2 separate regions of the Neogale vison genome follow, and region 2 is linked to region 1. A link is a contact called in public Hi-C data. All regions are on one chromosome and are shown on one strand. Each heading gives the region's core, a stretch centred on a gene start, on an enhancer-like site or on the middle of the called end of the contact. The rest is flanking DNA. Distances are from core to core; before and after follow the strand shown.

The links. Hi-C and Micro-C count contacts between places; a contact is called where the count stands out from the background.
Region 2: a contact with region 1 is called in a Hi-C map of fibroblasts, with 8 times the contacts expected there. The contact joins two enhancer-like sites. A contact is called at or near these places in 2 of 3 Hi-C or Micro-C datasets (fibroblasts and muscle).

Annotation. Positions count from the first base shown.
Region 1 is chr13:45,148,922-45,156,052 of ASM_NN_V1, reverse strand. No RefSeq gene overlaps it. Among named protein-coding and RNA genes, the nearest start is that of CDKN3, 20 kb to the right of the region's middle. Within about 2 kb of position 4,477, the one cell type or tissue checked has open chromatin away from gene starts, as enhancers often do. A contact at or near this core is called in fibroblasts, where this site is marked.
Region 2 is chr13:45,845,774-45,852,904 of ASM_NN_V1, reverse strand. No RefSeq gene overlaps it. Among named protein-coding and RNA genes, the nearest start is that of DDHD1, 320 kb to the left of the region's middle. Within about 2 kb of position 4,019, the one cell type or tissue checked has open chromatin away from gene starts, as enhancers often do. A contact at or near this core is called in fibroblasts, where this site is marked.

The DNA.
Region 1 (7,131 bases), core at 3,228-5,727:
CCTCTCTCATTGAGGACAAGAATCCTAAAAAATCGCAAGGCCATCTTCTTCCTACCTCAAGTGTAAATGTGCAAAAGAGGGCTGGATGGGAATGTAAATGTTAAACCTCTCTCTCAATGCTCCCCAGCCCACACATACTTCACAGAGGCCTCGCTATGTACAGCAAATCCTGTTGGCCTGGCCTTTAAAATGCATCTAGAACCCAGCTTCTTCTCACGGTCATCTGGTCCACAGCACCACCGTGTCTCCCCTGAATTCTGGCCAGGCATCTGTGCATCTGCCTCACACTCCCTACTGTGATCTGTATGTTTGTGTCCCCGTGAAGTCATATATTGGCATGCTAACCCCCAAGGTGATGGTATTAGGAGGTAGGACCCTTGGAAGGCAATTAAGTCATGAAAGCAGAGCCCTCACCAAAGGATTAGTGCCTTTATAAAAGAGACCCTAGAGAGTTCCCTCACCCCTTCTACCATGTGAAAACCCAGCAAGAAGTCAGCCCTCTATGAACCAGAAAGCACTCCTCACCAAACAGCAAATCTGCCAGCACCTTGATCTTGAACTTCCCAGCCCCCAAATCTCTGAGAAATTTCTGTTGTCTATCAGCCACCTGGTCTATGATACTTTGTTCCAGTAGCCCAGATGGACTAAGACACGCCCCGAATGGTCAATTAATCTATGACAAAGAAAGCACGAGTACACAATGGGGACAAGACAGTCTCTTCGATAAATGATGCTGGGGAAACTGGTCAGCTACATGCAAAAGAATGAAACTGGACCACTTTATCACACCATACACAAAAATAAATTCAAAATGGATTAAAGACCTAAATGTGAGACATGAAATCATAAAACTCCCAGAAGAAAACATAGGCAGTAATTCCTTTAACATCAGCTATAGAAACATTTTTTCTAGATATGTCTCCTGAGGCAAGGGAAACAAAAGAAAAATTAAACTACTGGGACTACACCAAAATAAAAAGTTTTGATGGTGAAGGAAACCATCAGTAAAACAAGAAGGCAACCTACTAAATGGGAGAAGATATCTGCAAATAATATATCCAACAAGGGGTTAATATCCAAACTTACACCACTCAACACCAAAAAAAAAAAAAAACAAAAACAAAAAAAACCATACACATATTAACTCAAAAATGGGCAGAGCACCTGAGGAGACATTTTCCCAAAGAAGACATACAGATGGCCAACAGACACATGAAAAGATATTCAACATCACTACTCAGGGAAACACAAATCAAAACCACAATGAGATATCACCTTGCACCTGTCAGAATCAAAAAGACAAAAAGTAACAAGTGTTGTTGAGGATGGGGAGAAAAAGAAATGCTCATACACTAGGGGTGAGAATGCAAACTTTCACAGCCACTGTGAAGAACAGTATGAAGCTTCCTCAAAAAATTAAAACTAGAATTTTCATTTGATCCAGTCATTCCACTACTGGGTATTTACCCAGAGAAAATGAGAACACTAATTTGAAAATATATATGCACCCCTGTGTTTCTTGCAGCATTATTTAGGATAGTCAAAATATGGAAGCAACCAAGCATCTATTGACAGATGAGCAAATAAAGATGTGGTATAAAAAAGGGGGGGATAGAGGCACCTGGGTGGCTTAGTGGGTTAAAGCTTCTGCCTTTGACTCAGGTCATGATCCCAGGGTCCTGGGATCGAGCCCCACATCGGGCTCTCTGCTCAGCGGGGAGCCTGCTTCCCCCTCACTCCGTCTGCCTCTCTGCGTACTTGTGATCTCTGCCTGTCAAATAAATAAATAAAATCTTTAAAAAAAAAAAAAACGAGTACACTTATCATGATGAGAACTAAATCATATATAGGATTGTTTAATCATTTTATTGTACGCCTAAAACTAATATAACACTGTATGTTAATTACACTTTAATTTTTTAAAAAAATGTGATCCAGAAGTGACAAAGTCAACAGCAAGTAGGCTTTTTTGGGTGAGTGGTCAGTAGGTCCTTGAGGCCCACTCGGCTAGAAAGTGCAGGAACACATCTGCTCACAGACCCTCTGACCAATAATGGGTCTCAAACAAGTACTTGTTCTCTGGGCAAACCTCAAGTGACAAAGACACATCCTTACCCATCAAGACCACCCTTGGAGAGCCAACTGATTGTACCTGACAGGAGGTGGAGTTGTACTCTCTTCACTATATAGGAGGTGGAACATTCTCCAATACTGACCTCCTTGCAGAACCCAAGCACCAAGTACCAGGTTTTGATGGCTAGTTTTATGAGCCCAGTTGAGCTGGGCTGACATTATTCTGGATTTTCTGTGAGGATGTTTTTGGATGAGGTTACCATTTAAGCTGGTGGACATTGAGTAAAGCCAATTTCCTTCCCTAATATGGTGGGCCTTATCCAATTAGCCAAAGGCCTGACTAGACCCAGAGACTGACTTTCCCTGAGCAAGAGGGAATTTTTCACCAGATAGTTTTCAAACTTGAATTGCAGCTTTGGTTCATGGTTGTATCTCGAAACTTCCAGCCCATCTTGAAGATTTTATTTTAAAAAAGAATAAATCTTTTCATTTATGCAGTGTGTGTGTGTGTGTGTGTGTGTGTGTGTCTCCTATTGGTCCTGTTTCTCTGGAGAATCTTGGCTAATTTACCCGCTAAGCCATTCAAAGGCATTTCTCTTGGGGATCTCTTCCTGAAGGAAAACACCTTCTTCTACAAGCCAACTGCTCTGGATGCATGAGCTCCTGTCCCCAACAGGAATTCTTCCCCTCATCCATGCACAGATGCTTACATAACCCCTAGATGTGCCAAAGGACACTAGCTAGTCACTTCCCTAGCCCTGAGGAAGCAGAAAACCCCATAAAACAAGGACTCTGCTAAGAACTGCACGAAATATTTGTTTATAATGTCATTGTTGTGAAGAATCTTAACATTACAATAATATTAATTCATATATCACAGGCAAACATTACACCAGCACTTTGAGCAAACACAAGGTTGAAACCTAGGAAGCTGAAGAGAGAATGAAGTGGTTAAGAAAGTGACCCCAGAGGCTGACTGCCAGGACTCAAGATCCTGCTCTACCACAAACCAGCTGAGTAAAATATATCCTTTCCCCTAAGCCACAGTGTTCCCATCTTCAAAATGGGATGATCATAGTAGTGCCAATCCTACCAGATGGTAAGAAGACCATTGAAATAATTGAAAAAAAAAAAAAATGCAAGTAGCACACTCATCCCCATGCTTGGCACATGGCCTAAGTTCCCTGAACATTGCTATTTTTATTGCCCCGGCATGGTCCCAGCCCTTAAAGAGTTTTCTAGAAGCACAACACAGCCCTTGGTTAAATGGGATTAAATCGATTATGACTCTGTGGGTTGCAACTGAAGAGCAGAAAATCCTTAGGGAAGACCTGGAGCCCAAAGAGTGGTTACTGGAAATGTAACGAATGGGAAGATGTTGCACAGAAATGTGGAAACTTTCGAAGAGCCCTTAGAGGTCATGCTGCTCAGCAACCCCAGAAACCCCCCTCCCCCCCCCGCCGGGGTTTACCCCCACACTGCCAGGCTGAGCTCACCTCATTGCTAGGCAGACTGAATTGGAAAGAAACCCTACAAGTTTTCATGGAGTAGAATAAACAGTATGTAAACAAACAAATGCCTGTGTTCCGGGAAGGAAACAAACAGAGTACTTTAATAATTCAAAAGAGGTGAGTGTGAAATGTCCAGAATAGACAAACCCCAGGGACTGAAAGCGGATTAGTGAATACCAGGGACTGGGAGGAATGGGGATGGGCAGCGACTCCCTAATGGTATGGGGTTTCTTTTTAAGGTAATGGAAATGTTCTGAGATTTGCATCCCCGTGATGATTGTACAATCTTCTGACTATACTATAACCTACCGAATAGTACACTTTAAAATGGTGACGTCTATGCTATGTAAAACGTCATTGTTAATTGTGTTAATCAGAACACAATTAAAATTTTTCTATTAAAAAAAAAAAAACTTAATGTTGAGGGACCTATTTTAGACCCGACTGACGAAGAAGAAAGCCTCTCTGAGGAGTTTGTGTGAAGCAAACAAGGTATAAAATCTTAAAAGACGTTCATTCTCACTGCATGGGGCTTGCGCCTTCTAACAAAACCATCACCAAAGGATACAAATTAGAAGATGAGCTTATCCTCAAGAAAAACTATTGAACTATTATAAAAGGTAATATGAAAACAATACGATTTAGTGGCTATTCCCAAATGCACCTTATCTCCTTTCTTATAAAATATCTAGTAAGAAAAGGATTATTTCTCCCCTACCACCCGGCTCCTTTTCTCTAGGGCCGATGGCTGTGCTATTATTGAGACGCGCGCGCCCTCTACAGCTCTGAGCCTAGATTGCATCTTACTGCTACACTAAGACCGGAAAAAAGGTATTTTTATTAATCTTGTGACTGAAAAATTACCATCCCCCAAGCCCATGCCACCCACGGCAAGCTAGATCCTCCAACAGTTTCCTGAAAAGTGGAAAAGAATATCAAAAAGAAGTGAAATCAGCAGTTTCCTTGGGCAGTTATAATGTAAACACAGATTGGATTCATTTGTCCGCCCTTTCGGGTAATGTGCTCTCCCTCCATAGACCAAAAGGAGGGAGTGTGTGTGTGTGTGTGTGTGTGTCTGTGCGCGCGCGCGTGCACATCTACACCTACATTCTCACTCTAATATTCTGCCTCATTATGTAATCACAAGGATAGAATATGTATTTTTTTTAAGATTTTATTTATTTGACAGGCAGAGATTACAAGTAGGCTGAGAGGCAGGCAGAGAGAGAGAAGGAGGAAGCAGGCTCCCTGCTGAGCAGAGAGCCCAATGAGGGGCTCGATCCCAGGACCCTGGGATCATGACCTGAGCCGAAGGCTGAGGCTTTAACCCACTGAGCCACCCAGGCGCCCCGAATATGTATTTAAATGGTCATCTTCTGTTCATCACAATATTTGGTTTCAAGTCAGTAAAAAATATTTGCATAAAGCAATAGAACAATGAGGTAAGGGACTGGCTTTCCCTGGCCACTGACAACGGCAGGAGGTCGGGGGGAAGAACTGGAATCACACAGCTGAACAATGGTGTGGACATCTTGGAAAATGCAATGGACTACCCAGGAGGGTGACAAAGTGAAAAGATGAATGTAAACATGAAACTCTGGTGTGAGGCAATAAAAAAAAAAGAAGAAGAATATCCTATGGGGGGATCAAAGAAGAATGTGCAGAGAGGCACCCACTGCAACAGCGGGAGAGGGGAAAGGGAAGGGCTCTATGTCCGGGACATTGATGCTTTTCAACCAGAGCTGAGCAGCCTGGAAAACACGACTTGTGAAATGCTATTGTTGCTCTATGCAAGGTCTTCTTCTCATCCCGATATTCTTAGGGAAGGTTTATTCAGGAAGGAGAGATGTACTAAGCATCTGGGCACAGCATGTGAGTTCAGAACTGGTCTCCCTCTAAGACTTGCAGGCCACCTTCTGTCCACCCGGAACAGGCAAATGTCCCTGTGAGTCACAAGTGGCTCAGGGGAGGGGGAAGAAAAACAGATTCCATTCCACGATTCTGCTTTGCACTGACTAACACAGCCATTAAAAAATGAAATCTGTTCACTAGACAAAATAGAGTCAAACATTCCTGCGTGCTCCATCCTTTACACAGATTTAAATATTGGCCTGTCTTCTCTGTGTTTGTTTTGGTTCCCTCAGCCCACATTGAAGTCCACGGGCTCTTTCCCTCACTCATCATCTCGCCTCCCGCTGCTTCGGCTGAGGATGAAGTAATAATTCAGCAAGCTGTTCGGGGCTTCCCATCAGCCTGGTTGCACAGCGCCATGTGCTCCTGGCTCAGGCATTCCAGCGGCCTTGAACTCCACGGCCCAGCAAGCTATGGGAGGGACCTTGCTCACACTGGCACTCCTGCCTAAGTGAAGGCAATGGAGGAAGCAACGTGAGGAAAAGCACTAAAAAAGCACATTAATTTCTCCTCACTGGTTCTCACTTACATTTTCTTATGAAACTGGGCTGTTTGTAGCCTACATGTCAACAGCACAGCGGTGAGGGGTCCAGAAACAGCATAAAGGAAAATCACGATTATAACTCAATAAAGCTGGGAAGGGGAAAGAAAAGGCAACTTTCTGGTAGAGGTTGTTTAAAAATAAACGACTGAGTCTCTCTTCCAGCTAGCAACCTGCTGTGGCCTTTGGAAGCCTCCTTTTGTGTCCTTGGTTTCACTTCTGTCTGAGCTGTAAGAGCCTGCCAGAGTCCCACGGTTTGGTTTATTACGCAGCTCATCCTTCTCCCTCGGAGCCTGGTATTAATGCTCACTATGGGATGTTCTTGTACCCAGAACTCTCCGGAATCAAAAGGCTTCCAAGTACTTCACTGTAACAATTTAGTCACCCGTGAATTTTTAAATGTCAGGAAAACGTAAGTATTGGGAAGAAAAGGCAATGTTGGACCCCCCCTATTCAAACAGAAAGAAGGAGCATCTGAACTCTTGAATTTATTCCCCCAAATCAATGTAATACAATCTTAATTACTGAATACGGTTCTAATGCAGGGTTTGTGGGACCCTCAGGCCTAGTGGTTTCCTAGAGAAGACTTGATATCAAAGAAAAAGCTTTTTCCCAACATAAGGTAGTTTTTTGTTTTTTTTTTTAATGGACTTTGTGGTTTAATTGTTTCATTCTAGTGCTGGAAAATCAGACCAGGCACACCGCTCTTTTCACAGGACTTAGTTTTGAACTTTAACATAATGAACACAAAGTAAGAGGACCTGCCTGCCCGAAAATAGTGAGGAACAGAAGAGGAGGGTGATCAGGAAAAGGGCAACCACCAGTAATGGGGAAGGTGGCCAATGGTATCAAAACCAACACAGCAGTAACTGACTATCTGCAAGTCAATAGGGCAGGATCATAATAGACGTCAATAGACACCAACCATCATTACAGAACTGTGAAGGATGAAAGAGTTAATATGCTTAAGAGTCCTGAAATTGTTAGGGTGGGCAAAGTAAGAATGAGCAAGAGAGCCACAAGGAAACTACATGACAGATTATATCTTGGCTACTGATTCCTAGCAATAACACTAATAATAATATACTATTATAA
Region 2 (7,131 bases), core at 2,770-5,269, 700 kb before region 1:
CCCTTAAATGAGTGAACTATTTCCATTGTTCAGTTGTCCAAGTAAATTTAAAGCAGAGGGTGTTTTTGACAGCTTTGTTAATGCAGCTTCCTGTCCCCACCCCTATCCCCACCCCCCAGTAATTCAAGTATTATTGACGTCTAGTGTTGAACTTTAAATATGTTCTTGAGACTTGAAAAGGAAGCTTGATGAGGCATGTACTGCAACATAACCTCTCAATTATTCACACATTTATATGACTGTACTCACCACGGCCTCTGATTGTAAATATTATGAACATTTTTATAACCAGACATTGATATGAGCTAATAGGCAGTGAATTACAACTCAAATGGTGAAACTACAAATAGTAATCAGAGTATGGTCAGGGTCATCAATCATAATTAACATAATCATTGTTCATTTCTAAAATCTCTGATGCTGTATCAAGTCTCATTTGCATCTTAACTGAGTCATTTCCAATACTTAAACTCAAAAAGTCAGACGTGTTTGACAATGACTCTAGAACCCAAACCAACTCACTGGCTCAGCTGAGGACAAGGAAGATTGCCATTTTTTTTTTTCTTGTTCTTTTAGATGCAAATAACTTAGCAGGTCTCTGTCTATCATTTGTCATGATCTAACAGCTGTATTTAATAAAGTGTCCAAATTTGGATTCTGCTAATATAAAATATCTAATAGGATGAGAGGAAGAACCTACAAAAATGTTATTAGTGACTCTTACCTCAATATGTCCTTTTCTCCTTTCCTGCTTACTGTCAGTTAATTAATTTAATCATTCAACAAATACAAACTGAGCCATTATCTTAGCCCCAATATGGACTAGGCACTAGGGGAACAATCCAGGCAGGCTCTCTCACCGTCTTTATAGTGGTTATATTCCATTGCCATAAAGGAAGATTTAGAGTATTTTTAAATTGGTTTATTCTGGACATACTTCTAAGTTATTAAAAAAAAAAAAAAAGGACTCTGTTGAGATATATTGTTAGAATAAGTCTGAGTGACCATTTCCTTTTCTTTCCATAGTGGATTGAGAGGGCAGTTGTAATTAGAAGATTGCTGGCCATTTTTGTTTCTTTCCTTGAAACAGCTGGGGAGATGACTCAGATGATAATAAGGAACTATCAATTCCTTAAAACATTTTGAAAGAAAGAGTGCCATACTACCTTGTGGTAGTTTTCTCCTTTCTTAAAAGCTCTTGGGATGAGCAGCAACAGTAGTATCTATTTTCAGATGAAATGAACAAGAAGGATGTGTGTTTAAGTTCTACTCTGTGCATGAAAAATCATATACAGTTTATTACATCCAATTAAGGTAAGTGTAATTATGGGTAACAAATGATCAACAAGGATACAACAAGGTTTAGACATTCTTTGCTAAGTCCCTCCTCTCTAAGGATTGTTGAAAACCCAGACCAAGGATAACGCATAAAAGACCTTACTACAGAGACAGAAAATCATTACTGATACTAATAGCAGCAGCAGCTTCTTAACCCTGTGCTCCTCTTCCTGGGTCCCCTAGTGGCTGTTGTTCCTCCTCAGATGTCACCCTCACTCTTCCACAGACTAGTCTAGCATGATCATTTCCATGTAAAGGGCCCTGACAGCATGTGCTCCAAGTTTTTTCCACGTGCTTGCCTCTAATTACTTAGCAGCAGGGAATACCTTCCTTATTTCTGTGCACTCATATAAGCTGAGATTATTTATTTATTTATTTATTTATTTATTTATTTTTACCAAAAAATACAGAGGGAAGACTTATCTTCAAATTGTTTGCAGGTTGAAATGAAGAGTTCCCCATTAATCTGAGACACAGTGGCTGGCACGTGATCCATGTCTTCTCTTGGGTGTCCTCTCTGACAGCAAGTGCTCACTGCTGTAATATTCCGCCATAGTCATGTCCTCAGTGTGGTGAGCTAGGCTTGGGAGTCTCCCGTACGATTCTAACCTGCTGAATCAGTGACTTCATGGGTTGATTAAACAAGATCAGATTCAATTGGTGAAGCATGTGGGATCAAAGGATGGTCTGTCCAGAGGCTTATTGATGACTTCCAGCGGGTGTCTGGGTGAAAAAGAGAAGACATCCTCTATCTTCTCTCTTGTTGGAATTTAGAATTGAGGAAATTCAGAGCCTGAGCAGGTTAGCTTCAGGAAACTGAGTTGAGAGCCCACCAGATAGACCCGGGTAGCATTTATATGGTTGAGGACCAAGAGAATGGGGACGATAAAGCAGAGATGCACTGAGAAGGTTGGGATGAGGGTCCCTGAAGTCCCCAAAAGAAAGGGAGAAAGATAGACTGATACACAAGTTCATACACAGGCACACAACAAAAGCTACCTCAATTCCTGATTGCTTTTTGTTTCCAAATTTAGTGCCCCCACACTTCTCATTTTGGGGCACCTTGTCTGAGCCATCTTTGCCTCTTATGACCAAACGAGTCATGACAACACCAGCAAAATTTGTTGAATTTTTGTTGAATATTATAACACTGTAATTAATGGTAATGTAGCAACCAAGATGAATTAACCAAAAGGTATATAATGTAATTGTTGCTCTCCTGCTACCACTTGTCAACTGTGAATTTTTTTCTAAATGCCTTAACATTAGTAGTTGGAAAACTCCTGGAAATTGTCTCTTGTCAGTATTCATTAAAAAAATCACAAAACAAACTGAGGGTTGCTGGGGGGAGGGGGGTTGGGAGAAGCGGGGTGGGGTTATGGACATTGGGGAGGGTATGTGCTTTGGTGAGTGCTGTGAAGTGTGTAAACCTGGCGATTCACAGACCTGTACCCCTGGGGATAAAAATATATGTTTATAAAAAATTAAAAAATTTTAAAAAATCATATACCATGAATATCAGAACTCAGAGGTCTATATTATGTACTGTTTTATTGTTTCAGTTTAATGAACACTTCATGAAACTACTAAGTTGTTATATATGACATTAAAAGAAGGTATGACAAAGTTTTGTGCTGAATATATGATCTGAAAACAATAACACATTCGTGTTTCATTCTCATGGTGTGATAGTTGCCATTCAATTACTCTTAGTGGAGAGTGCCATGTTCTGGTGGCAGCTGGATGTCGAACTCCATCTTCTTAAGAATAAATAAAAGAAGAGTATTTGGGAGCATTTACATATACCTATCTTAAATATCCTACTATTTATTTGTGTGAATATAGTTTGGCAATGGGGTATAATAAAACTTTGATTTTAGCAAGTGGAGGATATCACTCACTGACCTAGGTCTTTCCAAACAAGTTGCTGTATAAAATTTACAGCATCTGTGCTCACTCACATATTTCTCTTATGCAGTATGTTTATCTTCTTTTATTAGCTTTCCATGCTTTTGTCATTGTTCTTTCCTTCCGTCAGCCCAGTTGTCATGGAAAGTGGATGACTTAGAGTGGAGTGGAACATGATGCCATCTGTAAATGTAAGTGGGTAAATAACTTCTATAGACATAACTCTTTGGTGCAGTGAATAACAGGCATTCATGTGTGTTCTTAATATCCATCTGTTTGATCATCTTTAGTCTATGTTTTTTACCCAGCCTCTCTAACCACACACACACACACACACACACACACACACACACACACGGGGCTGGGGAACCCAAGCTAACATTAATTGAGTTAGAAAGTATGTTTTTGCTCAGACAATGAAAAGAAAAAATTTCCTCGGGTAGGATAATTCTAGTGGTCATTTTTTTTTTCCTTTAGAATTTTTAACTACAGTAGGCACACTGAATTCAGTGCTGGAGGCAGCCAGCCATCATCTTATGAAGAGATATTATTTGTCTCATTAGCTCTGTGGGAGTGCCATGAAAGGGTCCATGACCTAGAGCCCATCTTGCTTTAATAATGGCTTAACACTCATAAAAGATTTTTAATGGCTACATGAGACATATTTAAATATTAAACGCCATTCCTCTTTGTTGATTCACAAACTCCAATGAATAGGACTCCTTTGTCGCTTCCAAGATTGAAGAAATGTGCCTGGCTTCTCACGCCAAGGAGTGAACAAAACAAACCCAGGAACGGAAACACCTCACCTCTGCCCTGCTAACCCACTTGCCAACCTGAGAACCTTGCATCTCCAGGGCTCACTGCACTGGCTGCCTTGATTTCTTGCTTAGAAACACAATTTTTCTGTTTGATTCCCCTTTACCCATTTCTAATCCTGCCATAGGAGAATTAGGAAGATAGTGATATATACACAATGAGACTTTTTCCCCAAACACAACTTTTTGGCTCTTATCATAATGCAATTCATTTGCCTTGTGCCACCCACCTCCCTCGCCCCCCAGACCCCCCACTGCTACAGTGTTGATCTGGTGAGATGATCATACTTACCCGGTAAGGCACTTTAGGCCAATACCTGAATTTGAACAGAATGACATTTATTGGTTCATCTGTGTATTTAGATTTCAGTAAGGACTCATGAACCTGGTGACAAGGGGGCTATTCTTCCAAAGCCTCAGAATGGAGTGTGACATTACATGAGAACCAGAGCTGTTTGTTTAAACAGAGCGAGTCCTCCAAGATTAGCACCTGACATCTTATTCCTAAGTGTGTGATGATCCTGGGTGGATGACAAGACCCTAAAACATTGTATTTGCCTTTCTTTCTTGCCTTCTGGTGTGCATGTCAGACGTATACTTTTAGAGATGTTTTTATTTACAGAAGAGAAAATGGAGTTATAGACCTCCTTTTGTGAGTAGAGCTGCCAGGGGAAAACAAGGTGGAAAGGTATTCTCAAGTACAGAGAGAGACTATATGGGTCTAGAAGCACTTGGAGTTTGGCAAGCTTTGTAGTATTCTTTAAATATCTGGGGGCATGGCAGAACCAAACAGGTATATTTTGCTCAAAGCACCATTTCCCTTTCATTTTCCCCAAACCATGTATGTTCTAGGGAAATTTAATCTGTGTATTTTGGAATCATTTCACTGGCATTCATCAAAACATTGCAAAATAAATACTAGATCGGGACTGAGACATCTCTTAAGCTCTCTGATAAGCAGTTTTTTCCTTGGACCATAAAAGTAAAATTTTGCCAGCTTTGAATGAACCCTGAACCCAGAGCAGTTGGAGCTTACTTCTCAAATTATCTCCCAGCCAGTGGGTGGGGAGTTTTATATGTGTCTGGAATAAAGCAATGATGGGGACAATGCTTTTCCAGGGGCAAGGTCCTCAAAAATGGAACTTGTCCATTTATGGGCTTTTCCACTGGGACCTCTCGGCACCCATTTGGGTCTGGCAGCATTAGGTCTCTCCTGGTACAGCCATTGCCCCAAGTTTGTCCCTGCAACTCCTGTGTCTGGTGCTTCTAAACCTCCCAATCCCATCTTTATTTAAAATTATGTTTTGTTCATCATGGAGTTTTACACATTAATTTTTGTTTTTAAGACATTGCATTGAAATATTATTTACCTTGATGACTAGGGTTTTTGGCGCCTTCTTATATTTTGTGCCTAAGGCATGTACCTCACTTGCCTCACCGTTGTCCCCCTCTCGCCTTGCTCCTGGGGCTTCCTTGTTCTCTTCACTCTGTGGCTCCCATCAAACGTGTGCATGGCATCGGGACAAACAAATAAGTCTTACTTGGAGGGTTTGATGGTGATGTGGAGAACTTGGGGAGGGGTTCAGTTACTCTTGAAGGGGGCCTCTGGGCTTCTAATCCAGTGGAGGTGCCCCAGGTCACTACGTGGGGTGGGGCACATCCGCTGAGAAGTTCCACTCTAGCCCACTCTTGGCTTTTGGTTTAGCTGGGCTTTCTCTTCCTGGGGACCCAGCGGCCTGTGTCCAGTGCCAATCATGTGCCCCCTTCTCCTATCGGTTTTAGTTACTGCTCAGGCCATGGGGCTTGTCATTTTCCTCTTGTCAGGACCTTATCTGCAGAGTGCAGAGTAAGCATGGAATAAAGACACTTGCTCTTAGGATGCCATCTTTTCCCCTCAAGATGATGATTTCATTTTAATCTTGTCCCAATTAGAAACAAGAAATATTTCATTCACTCTGTTGTCATCCCAGTGATACCTAAGGACTGATCTTGAGCCAAAGAAAAGGGAAGAAATTTGAGTTCAAACAGAATGTTGTTGTCAAGGCCGGCTTTTAATTCAAGGTCTTTATTGTCACGGTTGATGGCTTAATGGTAATTGTTATCGCCAGCAGTGAGTGAGCTGTGCCAGACCCTGTGTTCAGCATCTTCTTAAGCACACGTGTCATTTAAACCCTACAACAGTCTGGGGTTGGGACTATTATTCTAGCCTACAGATTAGAAAACTGAGGGTTAGAGACGTTAAATAAAACCTCCCAAGAGTACCCAAATAAGTAACAGTAGGATCCAGAACTTCCTAACTCAAAACTCCAGTTCTTACCCTCATTCCACACAGCTCCTCTCCACACAGGAGAAAAGCCAGTTTCCCCTCTTTTATGGGCATTCTAATAGCAACGTCTTTCATACTAAGACACAAATGAATAAAATGCTACAATTCTTTTATTACAGTTTCTGTGTAGATTTTTCTTTTTCAGACCATAATGAAAAAAATTTTCAGCATCTAAATGCTGAAATCCTTTTCCTTTGCCATGTTGCAAGCCTCATGACACTTTTCTTCTGGAGTTCCAGAGCCCAGGTTCATGCAAGCGGGTGTCCCTGACCCGGTTTCTGCAAGTCTAGATGGAATCAGACATAAAGCAATTTACTGTAAATGTTTTGGGGATGAGCTGAGGGATAGGAAACTTTAAAAAATTCACATTCATCTGGCAGCAAGAACACCTGTGTGCTTATTTTAAAATCCTGGGTCTAGACCTATTATGTATTCTTTACTGGCTTCTGCTCTAGCACTCTACAGACTCTGTGAGGAATCCCCAGGGGATCTGCTCTGGTCATTCTCTTCTTGAAGGTTTTTCAGCTGGCCTCCAAAATGCCATTAAGTGCATTCCCTTGATGATTTCTCCAATCACACCCCCAGTCTATAGACTTGCCCTATTTCTTGGGCATCTGATTTCAAGAATGTGGTGCTTTGGGTCCACCCTCACATGGGACACTGTCCCCTCACCCCTACCCCCAAACTTGTGAAGTTCAAATGAGGAGGCATTACAGAAGGAGTTCTTTAGCTTAACAAGGC